Regions from separate parts of the Mus musculus genome. Here region 1 is linked to region 2. The links are chromatin contacts, called in public Micro-C maps. All regions are on one chromosome and are shown on one strand. Each heading gives the region's core, a stretch centred on a gene start, on an enhancer-like site or on the middle of the called end of the contact. The rest is flanking DNA. Distances are from core to core; before and after follow the strand shown. Region 1 holds the start of Asb8 (ankyrin repeat and SOCS box-containing 8). Region 2 holds the start of Vdr (vitamin D (1,25-dihydroxyvitamin D3) receptor).

The links. Hi-C and Micro-C count contacts between places; a contact is called where the count stands out from the background.
Region 1: a contact with region 2 is called in a Micro-C map of the HL-1 cell line, with 2.9 times the contacts expected there. The contact joins the promoter of Asb8 here to the promoter of Vdr in region 2. A contact is called at or near these places in 3 of 39 promoter capture datasets (the 3T3-L1 cell line, hippocampal neurons and liver), 1 of 484 Hi-C or Micro-C datasets (the HL-1 cell line), 2 of 115 datasets of contacts at active chromatin or transcription factors (both in embryonic stem cells) and 1 of 9 other capture datasets (adipose tissue).

The regions. Positions count from the first base shown.
Region 1 is chr15:98,142,536-98,148,005 of GRCm38.p6, forward strand. It overlaps Asb8 (ankyrin repeat and SOCS box-containing 8), which reads right to left and starts at 3,167. Exons shown (of 4, transcript NM_001170710.1): 1 at 3,066-3,167; 2 at 116-279. The coding sequence starts at 244.
Region 2 is chr15:97,905,298-97,910,469 of GRCm38.p6, forward strand. Vdr (vitamin D (1,25-dihydroxyvitamin D3) receptor) reads right to left here and starts at 2,999. Exons shown (of 10, transcript NM_009504.4): 1 at 2,938-2,999.

The sequences.
Region 1 (5,470 bases), core at 1,917-4,416, 240 kb after region 2:
GGGTCCCACCCCCTGTCCCCACCCCTCTTCCCTCCTCTCCATCCCTCCACCCCTCTCCCTCCCCCCTCCCCCGGCCCACCTCAGAGGCCTGCTCTGCCAGCAGCAACCCACTCACCCCTCTGATGAGGTCCTCTACGTTGTCATGTGGGAAGGAGCGGATGGCAGCGATGGTTCGGATCAGGCGTTCGGAGAGGGAGTATTTGCTCTGAATGCTCTGCATAATATACCACATGCTGGAACTCATCAAGGCTCAGAGTGTGTTCACATGCTCCAAACTGCCTGAAACAAAGTAGACACGTACAGTACCACTGAGTTGGCCTCTCCTTACGATACGGGTAAGCTTTTTTTTTTTTTGAGGACTCCCAAAAACAGATTCCAAGAACATATCAGTGATTATTCGGTGTCACCTCTTGGGATAGTAAGGCACTAGACTATAACAACTGTTAGGATGCTAAGTAACCCTGGACATTCTGACCCTTGGGTCCACATTCTTTCTCTCTCTCTCTCTCTCTCTCTCTTGGTTTTTTTTTTTTTTTTTCTTTTTTCGAGACAGGGTTTCTCTGTGCAGCCCTGGCTGTCCTGGAACTCACTCTGTAGACCAGGCTGGCCTCGAACTCAGAAATCCGCCTGCCTCTGCCTCCGGAATGCTGGGATTAAAGGTGTGCGCCACCACGCCCAGCACATTCTACTCTCTCATTTGACAAGATCCCCCCAAGGGTCAGGTCCTAAGACCCTCCTGGAGCGCAACACGGCCTTCAAAGGCTAGCAAGGAGTCTCTGAAGGCTGAAGAGAACATGCCACTCTCTTCCTGCTCTGAATTTTTGCTATTTTTTTCCTGGTAGCACCTTCAGGTTCCTTACACCCTTGTCTTACAATATACGTATGCACATATCATCGTTTCTCTGTCTTCTCTGCTCAGTAAAGCCAGCCACCACATCCCATACAACGTAGATGTTTAACAAATACTGGTCGCTTGACAGACTATGAAAAAGTGTGATGCCTGTGTGGAAGGGGAGGCAATGGAATAAACCTATCCTATGATAAGTCATCTGTAAAATATTTTCTTTTTTTTTTTTTTTTTTTAAAGATCCATTCATTTATTACATGCAAGTACACTGTAGCTGTCTTCAGACACACCAGAAGAGGGCGTCAGATTTCGTTACAGATGGTTGTGAGCCACCATGTGGTTGCTGGGATTTGAACTCTGGACCTTTGGAAGAACAGTCGGGTGCTCTTACCCACTGAGCCATCCCACCAGCCCGTAAAATATTTTCAAATATTCAAAGGAGAAAAAAAGCCGGGCAGTGGGGAAAGTAAGCATAGAACCACTCTGGAATCAACACAAATCTTTAAAACTTCAAGCCAATAAAAAAATACTTCCAATTCTGGGTAATAAGCAGATTTAAAATAAAAACATTTTAATAACTGGCTAGTCAACATGCCTGAGAAATATGGCTGTGCAAATGTGTTGAAACTACGTTATGGTAGAGAATTCTAGGATGAGCGGTGAAAGAAAATAATTCAACGTATTTAGATTCAACTACAATAAAAGCTTTAACTATGGAAGATGTGTTAAATAACAGCTATTGAGGTGGTGCATCCTTATAAAAAAAAAAAAAGCACCTATCAAAAACTGGAAAGAATGCCGGGCGTGGTGGCACACGCCTTTAATCCCCAGCACTTGGAAGGCAGAGGCAGGCAGATTTCTGAGTTCGAGGCCAGCCTGGTCTACAAAGTGAGTTCCAGGACAGCTAGGGCTACACAGAGAAACCCTGTCTCGAAAAACAAACAAACAAAAAAATCAACCCCACCCCTAAGAGTAAAGGTTATGAGAAGGTTTTTAAGTAGTGCCTGGCACATGCTGGTCCTCAATATAAATTTGTTAAATCCATATTTGAATTGGCATCACAGCATCAAGCACCCAGGATCGGACTCACCAAACCCCTGGGTTAGGTAAGTTGCTGTCAGGGTGTGACTCAGAAGCAAAAGCTTTACTGTAGAATATATATATATAATTACACATGCAACTACTAAGAAGCGCAAATTTGCGATGGGTTATCCCTTTATACATTCGATAATGTAGTATAAACTCTAGTTTCTTTTTGCTAATCAGTAGCCATTAACAGCTGTCTGAAAGGTATGCGAGGCTGTGGGTATGGCTTAGAATTCGGCAAATCCTGTTTTTTTTTTCTTAAACTTTGTAACAAAGGGGACAAAAAAGCATGGGGTTGGGAGGTGGGGTGGGCGCAAAGGTATAGTCCGGGTTTCAGCAACGGTGTTGGTCAGAGGGGACAAAGCAGAAGGCTTGACCTGATGTGGTTGTGTAAGTTCCTGGTACATTAAGCAGATGGCACTAAACCCTGCACTCATTTTATGGATGTTCCTGGCTTCCAGGCTAAGAACTCTACCTTGAAGCTCCAGGTGAAACTGTGTGCCTTTCGCAAGGACAGCATCTGCTGTCAGGATAGATCAAGATAATCAACTTCCCTGTGGCCCCCGAGGCCAGCAACCCTGCAATCTGACCCCGGTGGGTCCTTCCCTCAGCTGTGACTCGTTTGCTCCATGCCCTGTTTTTTCTTCTCCCTCCTATGGAATGTACAGAAAACTTTTTTTTTTTTTTTTTAAAGCAATGCACAAATACACTCAACAGACCCTGCTCAGGGCCGGCGTCGGCCTCGCCCCCGCGGTGACCCTTGGCCTGGCCGGAGGCTCCCAATCCCAGGACGCGGACAGCTGGAGGTTCGCAGCTGCCGGGTCTGGACGGACAGACGGACGGAGAGGGGCGGGGGCCAGGGCAGCAAAGGCCAGGGCTGCTGCGTCCCTTGCGGCAGGGACCCCCGGGCGCTCACAGCAATCCGGGCGAGTCCCGGGAGTCTCAGCCTGCACCCCGGGGCGCCGACCAGCCCCCGCCCCCACCACCCGCAAAGGCCGGGAACGGTGGCCGGGTCCGGAGGCACAGAGGCCGGGCAGGCGGCTAAGGGGCGTTCACAGGCTGCGAAGCACCGACTTGGGGGTGGGGAGGGGGGCTGGCTTCAACACCGTCCCGCACTCACGGCCGCACTCACCGAACCGCGGGTCAGATCGGTCCGGGAAGCCGCTGTCAAGGCGTGACCCGGAAGCAGAAGCGGCTCGCATCAGCCCCGGGGTTTACAGCGCAAGCCGGCCGAGTGCGTGGGCGCCTGCGCGCAGGCCAGTGTGAGCGAGCCGAGTGCGCCTGCGCAGACTGTGGACGTTGGTGGGTTCTTAAAACTTTCCTAAGGAGCTGGACGCATTCCCCTGTCGCTGCTTATAGGACGTGGGCGCGATCGCTAGATCACTCCTAGCCTCTGGCCTCGTGTCCTGGTCCAATGGTGGAGGAAAATCCCGAATTTTAAGCCTATTCTTATAAGTCTGCGTCTGTGTGGACCAGGGCATCCCATTAGTCTGCCTCCCAGAGTCTATATCTGCAAACAGTCCTGGCACCACATCCCCACCGTCTTCTCTGCTTAGCATCATCCATTTCAGAGTACAAGCGTCACATAATTGACAGAGCAAGCTGCTGGTGACTGCCTCTCAATCTTGATTTGAGGAAGCCCAGCTTATTTGAACTAACTCTCTCTCTCTCTCTCTCTCTCTCTCTCTCTCTCTCTCTCTCTCTCCCTCTCTCTCTCTCAGAATTTACCCACTACATAACAAAAGCAGGTTTGCACTTGTACACAGCAGAGGGTCTAAGGATCTAGCAAGATGAAGTACTGTAACCTGGAGGGTGGCAGTCACCTCTCTTCGGAGGTTCTGGGCCAGCTGTAGTTCAATGACCCAACACAGAAGGAAGAGTACAGGGTTCGGGCATTGGCTTTGAGACTGATGTATTTCGCTCAATTTCTCCGAGTATTATCTTTCTTGAGTGTTGGTGAAAGTATAACAACGTAAAAACAGAATTCTAGGCCTTTAGGCCCAGGCTTGGGAATGTGGCCTTTGTAAAGGTATGCTAATCAAAAAAGAGAGCAACATTCCTCTACCCACCCGCTTCCTGGGTTCAAAGAGTGCTCATTCAAAGAAAGTCACCCTGGCCATTACCAGAACCTGCAATGCAAATGTGCTATTGTTAGAGGCTCTTAGAAGCTGTCTTGAGAGTTAACAATTACCAGGTATTCCTTGTGACTCTTGTAACTTTACACTTCCTTGTGACTCTTAACTGGTATCTTTGGTATCTTCCAACAACACCCTCCCCACTTCCTTAAGTTTCGGTTTCTTCCTTTAAATACCCCCTTACCCAGCTACTCAGGGCGCCACGGTCCTCTACCCCTGCGTGGTGTATGACCATGGGCCCGAGAGCGCTCTTGAATAAAAATCCTCTTGCAATTTGCAGCAAGACCCGTTTCTTGTGGGTGATTTTGGGGTGTCGCCTCTCCTGAGTCAGAACGTGGGGGAGCCCTCACATTGTGGGTCTTTCATTGGCTGTAATAATACTTAAATATCCTTCTATTTCTAGAAAATTTGATTTTAAGTAAAAAACAAAGTCTTGCTTCCCAAATGCTTTCTCACTTGCCCAATTTCAAACCGCTGTATAGCTATCGTCATGGTACTGTACTACAAAATGGAGCTTGAGAGCACTTCATTATAAAATTGCAAAGCCTACAGTGTCTGTTCTATTTTTTTTTCTTCTTCTTCCTGAAGAAAGATAAGGACAATAATGATTCTCAATTTTAAATTTTAATATTTTTATAAAAATATTCAAACATACAGAAAAATTAGAATAGTAACATGAAATCTTTATAACATTGCCTATTTGTAAAACATTGACTTCTTGTCACATTTAAAATCTAATATTTGAGCCGGGCAGTGGTGGCGCATGCCTTTAATCCCAGCACTTGGGAGGGAGAGGCAGGCAGATTTCTGAGATCGAGGCCAGCCTGGTCTACAGAGTGAGTTCCAGGACAGCCAGGGCTACACAGAGAAACCCTGTCTCAAAAACCAAAAAAATAAAATAAAATCTAATATTGTTTTTGTCCTTTTTTCTATTTTATGTTGTTCTTGGTTTTCTTCTTTTTTAGACAAACTATTCAAAAAATGTCTCTAATTCCTGTTGCACTGGGAATTTTTTTTTTTTTTTGAGAAGACAATTCTATGTCCTGATGGTTGCTCTCCTTTCCTCTACGCAATCCCCAAATTTATTGAGCAGTAAATATTAAAGCTTTTAGATTATGGGGAAAAAATCAGTATTTTCTAAATGTGTGAGTGATTGCATTTTGCTAGTGGTAATAAAATAGGCTGCCCACCCAGGTTGTCTTGAGGTGTTTGGAGACTTTGCTTGAGATTTGTCGGGACTTCTACTGAGCGTTTACTTCCTAGGGCCTCAGCTTTTCGGGGGACAGAGATGAAGTGTGGTTCCTTTTCATTAAGGATTGGAAGACAGAGGATGATCATATCAACAAGGCTTTATGTCCAAGGTGCACGGTGAAGAATAGTTCTACCCAAAACGAAACCAAGA
Region 2 (5,172 bases), core at 1,749-4,248:
AGAGCTGGCAGGTCTTCTTGTCCCTTTCTGAGCTGCCGTGGCACAGGAAAAACCAAAGGTAAGGGCAGGATAAGGACAAGCAAAGGACAAAAGAAAGTCATTTCAGCGGTAGGCTGAGTCTGGAGATGAGGTGTCCAGGGGCGTTGCTACCCTTAAGGAAGGCCTGGGATTGGCTGACCAGGCCAGGGATTGGCTGACCAGGCCAGGGATTGGCTGACCAGGCCAGAGAGTGGGCTGAGGTGTTGTGATTGCCCTTGGGATCAGGCTGCCCCACGTTCACCTCAGCCTCAAGTCTCTCCCGACCCTCTTGTCCCTTTATCACTCCGAGTGACCTCTCCTGGGTTTGGATGGTAAGGTATCCAGCTTACTCTGGTTTGGGTTTATGTCTTGGCATAGCCACACACAAAACCCCCTTCACTCACTCATGAGAAACCCAGTTTAGATAATAAATCATAAGTCGCTCTGTGCGTGCGTGTGTGTGTGTGTGTGTGTGTGTGTGTGTGTGTGTGTGTGTGTTCATCGGGCAATGACATGAAGCAATGTTAAGGACAAACAGGAGAGAAGTGTAATTAAAAGTGAGGTCCTGGTAGTCGAAAGCTGCTGCCAGGCTGGCTGCAGCCCAGTCAGAGCCTCCCGAACTGAAGAGCAATGGAAGACAGTGCCAGGGCTGCTGTCCCTTCTGGAGGTTGATTTGGAGGCTGAATCGAGTCAAACAGATCTGCTTTGCTGGCATCTCTTGGGACAGGGGGCTGCCACCATGCTGGGACACACAGAAGGCTCTCAGTCGAATATGGCCATGTCCTTATTCCCTCTACCTGCACCCCAAATGAATTCACAACAGTGGCAAGCAGAAGCCCACGATCCAACTACAAATTAGATCCTGGCACCCCAGCCTTGCTTAGCTGCTGTGTAGACGGTAGGAGCCAAGAGGCTGATCTCAGACAATTTCTAAGATATAGGATGCAACACTCAACAGCAGCATTCTCCTGTCTTGGGTGACTTCTCGGTCTACCTATTTAGACCCTAGGCCTTCCTCTACTGAAAGCCTAGGATTTGCACATCTACAATCTGTGCTTACGGCAGAGGGCCAGGGGGTCTCTAGGGGCTTCCCAGGGGATTCAGTCCCTCCAAGAGATCAGTTCAGAGGTGGGCGGGGGAGGGAGACTAATAGATCATGTTATAAATAAGTAGAGCCCAACGCACCAGGGCCGCTAGAGTATACGCAGACTTATGACTGTGCCTGGAGAAGAGTGGGGGTCGGCTAAGCTGCCCCACTTTCTTCCTTTCTCTCCTTTCCCTTCTCTATCTTGGTCAGGAAGCAAATCACAGTTGACCAGGAGTACTGACTGGGGATTCCTACTTTTTGCAGTTTGAAGCAATGTCCCTGTTGTCCTCCCTGTGTCCCTCACACAAGGTAGAAAAGGCTACGGGTCACCTATTTCTGCTCAAGGGGTCTCTAGTATCCAAAACAAAGGCAGACACTTTCACTCCTACTGTCTCCTGTTCTGGCTGCACACACTATTCTCTCCAGTCTTCAGCTAGAGAAGGAATAGAGATGGCCCCCAAATATAAAAACCCTTAGTTTACAGAGTTGACGGTCCTGGGTCCAGACAACTGCTCTCTGCCCCTCAGAAGTCCACTCTTCCTCCCTAGCCTGGGGAGAGCATTCCTTGCATTTTCTGCTCCCTCGGCCTTCTGATTTCTCCTGCATGCCTGCCTTACGGGACAAGATGGGTACCTGACAAGGTAGAAATGGAACCAGTGCCTGGTAACTCCACAGTACTGGGATGTGCCTCTAGTTCTTAAGAATAGGAAGAGGTGAGGATTTACCACAAAGCCACTGTCTCTTCGTGGCCATCTCCTGGAATCATCCCTTGCCCATCAGCCTTTGCTGACATTCCCCCCCCCCCCACCTCCTGTGTCATGAAGAAGATGGCTTTCCTCGGGGCATCGAGGCAGACCTGAACTCTGTCCAAGGGAACATTTGCAATGCCCAGAAAATGCCTGCCCAACTGCTTGCCTAGGCTCTGGCCCCTCTTACCGCTGCTGGGCCCAGACAGGAGGCTGACTCATTCACCACAAAGAGGAGGAGGAGGAGAAGGAGGAGGAGGAAGAGGAGGAGGAGCAGAAGGAGGAGGAACAGCAGGAGGAGGAGGGTTGCTCAGACTCAGAGAGCCAAGGCTCCCAGAGCCCAGGCAGATTCAGCCTCAGGTAGGGGATAGTCATAGTGGAGACAGTGGACTTGGAGATCACACGCAGATCCTACCTAGATTCGCCTCTTGCATCCAAGTCCCTTCACTCTCCAAACAGAAACTAGTCCTTAAAACCCCTTTCTCAATTTCCACGCTCACCCTCGAGTCCCTCTGGACATCTGTGGACAGGCTCTCCTGAAAGAGAAACCTAGCACACTGGTCTCAAAGCACCGGCGGTTTTAGAAAGGCAAGCACAAAAGGAAAAAACTCCATATAAAAGATTCCACTCCACTATCACTGGTGATCACACATGGCTCCGCGAAGTAATAAACAGGCTCTACACACTCCACCTCCAGAGACCTTAGCACCATCGACAGCCAATCACTCCCTTCTTACTCCTCCACTCCAAGTCAAAGCGCCCGTCCCAGGAAAGAAACAAACGCTTCTTGTTGTCCAGCGCTGAGCACCCTCCTAGCTAAGGACTCCCACGCTGAGCCGCCTGAGCATCGCGGAGGTGGCTGTCCCCTCGCCAGCCTCGTACGAACTTCAGCTTTCTCAGACTTGGGTGCCCTCTCAGAGTCCCAACCTCATGGCACCACAGCCCGGATCTCAGTCGCCAACTTTGCTTTCCGAGTCTTGGACTCTAGCGCTTGCACCCGAACGCTGAGACCTCTAGATCCCAGACGCCTGCCCCGGGTCTAACCACTCACCCAGAACCCCCTTCCCCCTGCACCCCGATCCGCACCTGGTCTGGCGGTGGACACACAGCTCGGCGCTTCCCGTGCTTAGGGCTCGGCAGCAGCTTTTTGACAAGCAGAGACTGCTCAGCACCTGGCCCCGCCCCCGCAAGGCCCCGCCCCCGGACCGCCCTGCCCCTCAACCACGCCCACTAAGTTCAGTCCTCTGAAGCCCTGAAACTTTCTTGACTTGGAATCAACCACTGCACTGTCGCCTTGGAGGCCCTGCCTTGTGAGGGGCTCCAGGACCGCCAGCCACAGTGCAGCACAGGCGTCTGCCTTCCGTGGAACAGTATTTGATGATGTCGTGTGTGCAAATCCACGTTTCTGCCTGTGATGATCCGTGATGTAGCCACCACCCACCCCTGCCGCCGTGGTTCTACCCAATCTGCTGTAAACGCCTCCCCCAGGTGTGTCACCCGTACCTGAGTTGACCCGGGACCCCGACGCCCGCGGCGCGCTGCAGGGAGCCGTTCTCTGCGCGCGCCGGATGGGGAACCTCAGGTGAGTTTCTCCTGCAGGGCGCTCAGCCGGACTCTACTGGTTAGGATTAGCCCAAGAAAACCAGATTGGAGGTTGGAGTTGCGTCCTCTCTCCTACCTGACGTTCTTCTGCTAACTACACCGACGGAGCATGTTCCTGGCTAATTGCATCTCATTCCAGCAAGCCTTGCTGTAGCTTCTGAGGTCTCTGCCTCCCAGATCATCCCTTGCCACCGAGACCCTGGTGTGAAGGAAAGGCACAAAGTTCACCTCAAGACCTGGAACTGTGCATGGCTCCTGAGAACTCATTGTAGAAAAATTTGGATAAAGATTACTCTACTCACACGCTCCGTGCTCCGCAGTCTATAGGGGTCCCTTTTTTGAGTAGGAGATGTATGCATAAATAAACATAAGGGTGTTCTAGAATACAGATACCCCCAATGTCACTGGACAGTTGGTGACCTCCTGTAGTTAGGAAAGATAATGTTTAGGAGGCTCAGTGGGGACAGGGAGGTGGAGAACCCAGTGATTTGCACAGACCAAGCCGTGGACCAGTGGAGGATGAGAGCCCAGCCTGGCGGTTAGTGCACTTCTCATTCCTCACACAGAGGTGTTAGAGTGGAAGAAATACTGCCCCTTCCAGCTCTTGCTGACTGTCCCCAAGAAACCAACGGAGGCTAAATAGAAGAAAGAGCTTCCAGACAGTGGGGTCTGAGGGGAAGCTGTGAGGAGCTCTTTAAGAGACGGTAGTGGAAACATTCTGGGAAGGCTTCAACGTTTTCAGAAAACATGTGACACATGGTGTTTAAACTCAATGAATGAATGGAAGAGGCCTTTTGGGAGCCCTCCCAGGCTGGTGTTTATTCTAAATGAAAAAAGAAATCATTTATTCTAAATGAAAGAATCACTTTCTAGAACATCAGGGGAAAGCTGACTCTCTCAAGAAGAAAAGCACAGGAGGGAGTCTCAACAGCCAACACCTTAGGGCATTTTGAAATCCCCCCCCCCACCCCCAACCCCCCCAACCCCCCCAACCCCCCCCCCCGTGAGCCTCTGCAGGAGGCGATGGAAGATGTGCACCTACATAAGCCATACTGACCTTACTGGGAATCTTTTTCACAGCCGTGAGCTGGAAGTTCACATAGGGTAGCATGTTCTCTGGATGTTTTATTCAACCTTCATGTCAATCTTTCAAGACAGAGCAGCAAAAACTCCGCCCCCCCCCATCTTAAAACTTGGCATTTTTGCAGCTGGGCAATGACAGAACCACTTGAACCCCGTCTTCTTTATGACTGACCTCCATCATTTCACACTGCCTCTCAAAAAAAAAAAAATCCCAAGTAATTTTCACCTATTGGATCACAGTCTAGAAAAACCAACCATGTGAGGAGAGGGGCAAAGAGATAGCTTGGCCATTAAAAGCACTGTCTGCTCTTCCAGAGGACCAGGGTTCAATTCCCAATACCTACCTGGCAGCTCACAACTGTCTGTAACTCTTGTTCCAGGGGATCCAACACCCTCACACAGACATCCATTCAATCAAGTCATCAATGTACATAAAATAAAAATAAATAAATGAATAGATAGATAGATAGATAGATAGATAGATAGATAGATAGATAGATAGATAGATACATGCCCTTGGTGTTAATTAAAGAAAAAAAACAGCCAGGAAGAAGTCAGATGTGCTAGGTTTGTCAAGGTTCTAGGTGTCCTTGCTGTGTTTAACACACTCCGTGATTGGCCCAATAACCACACCCC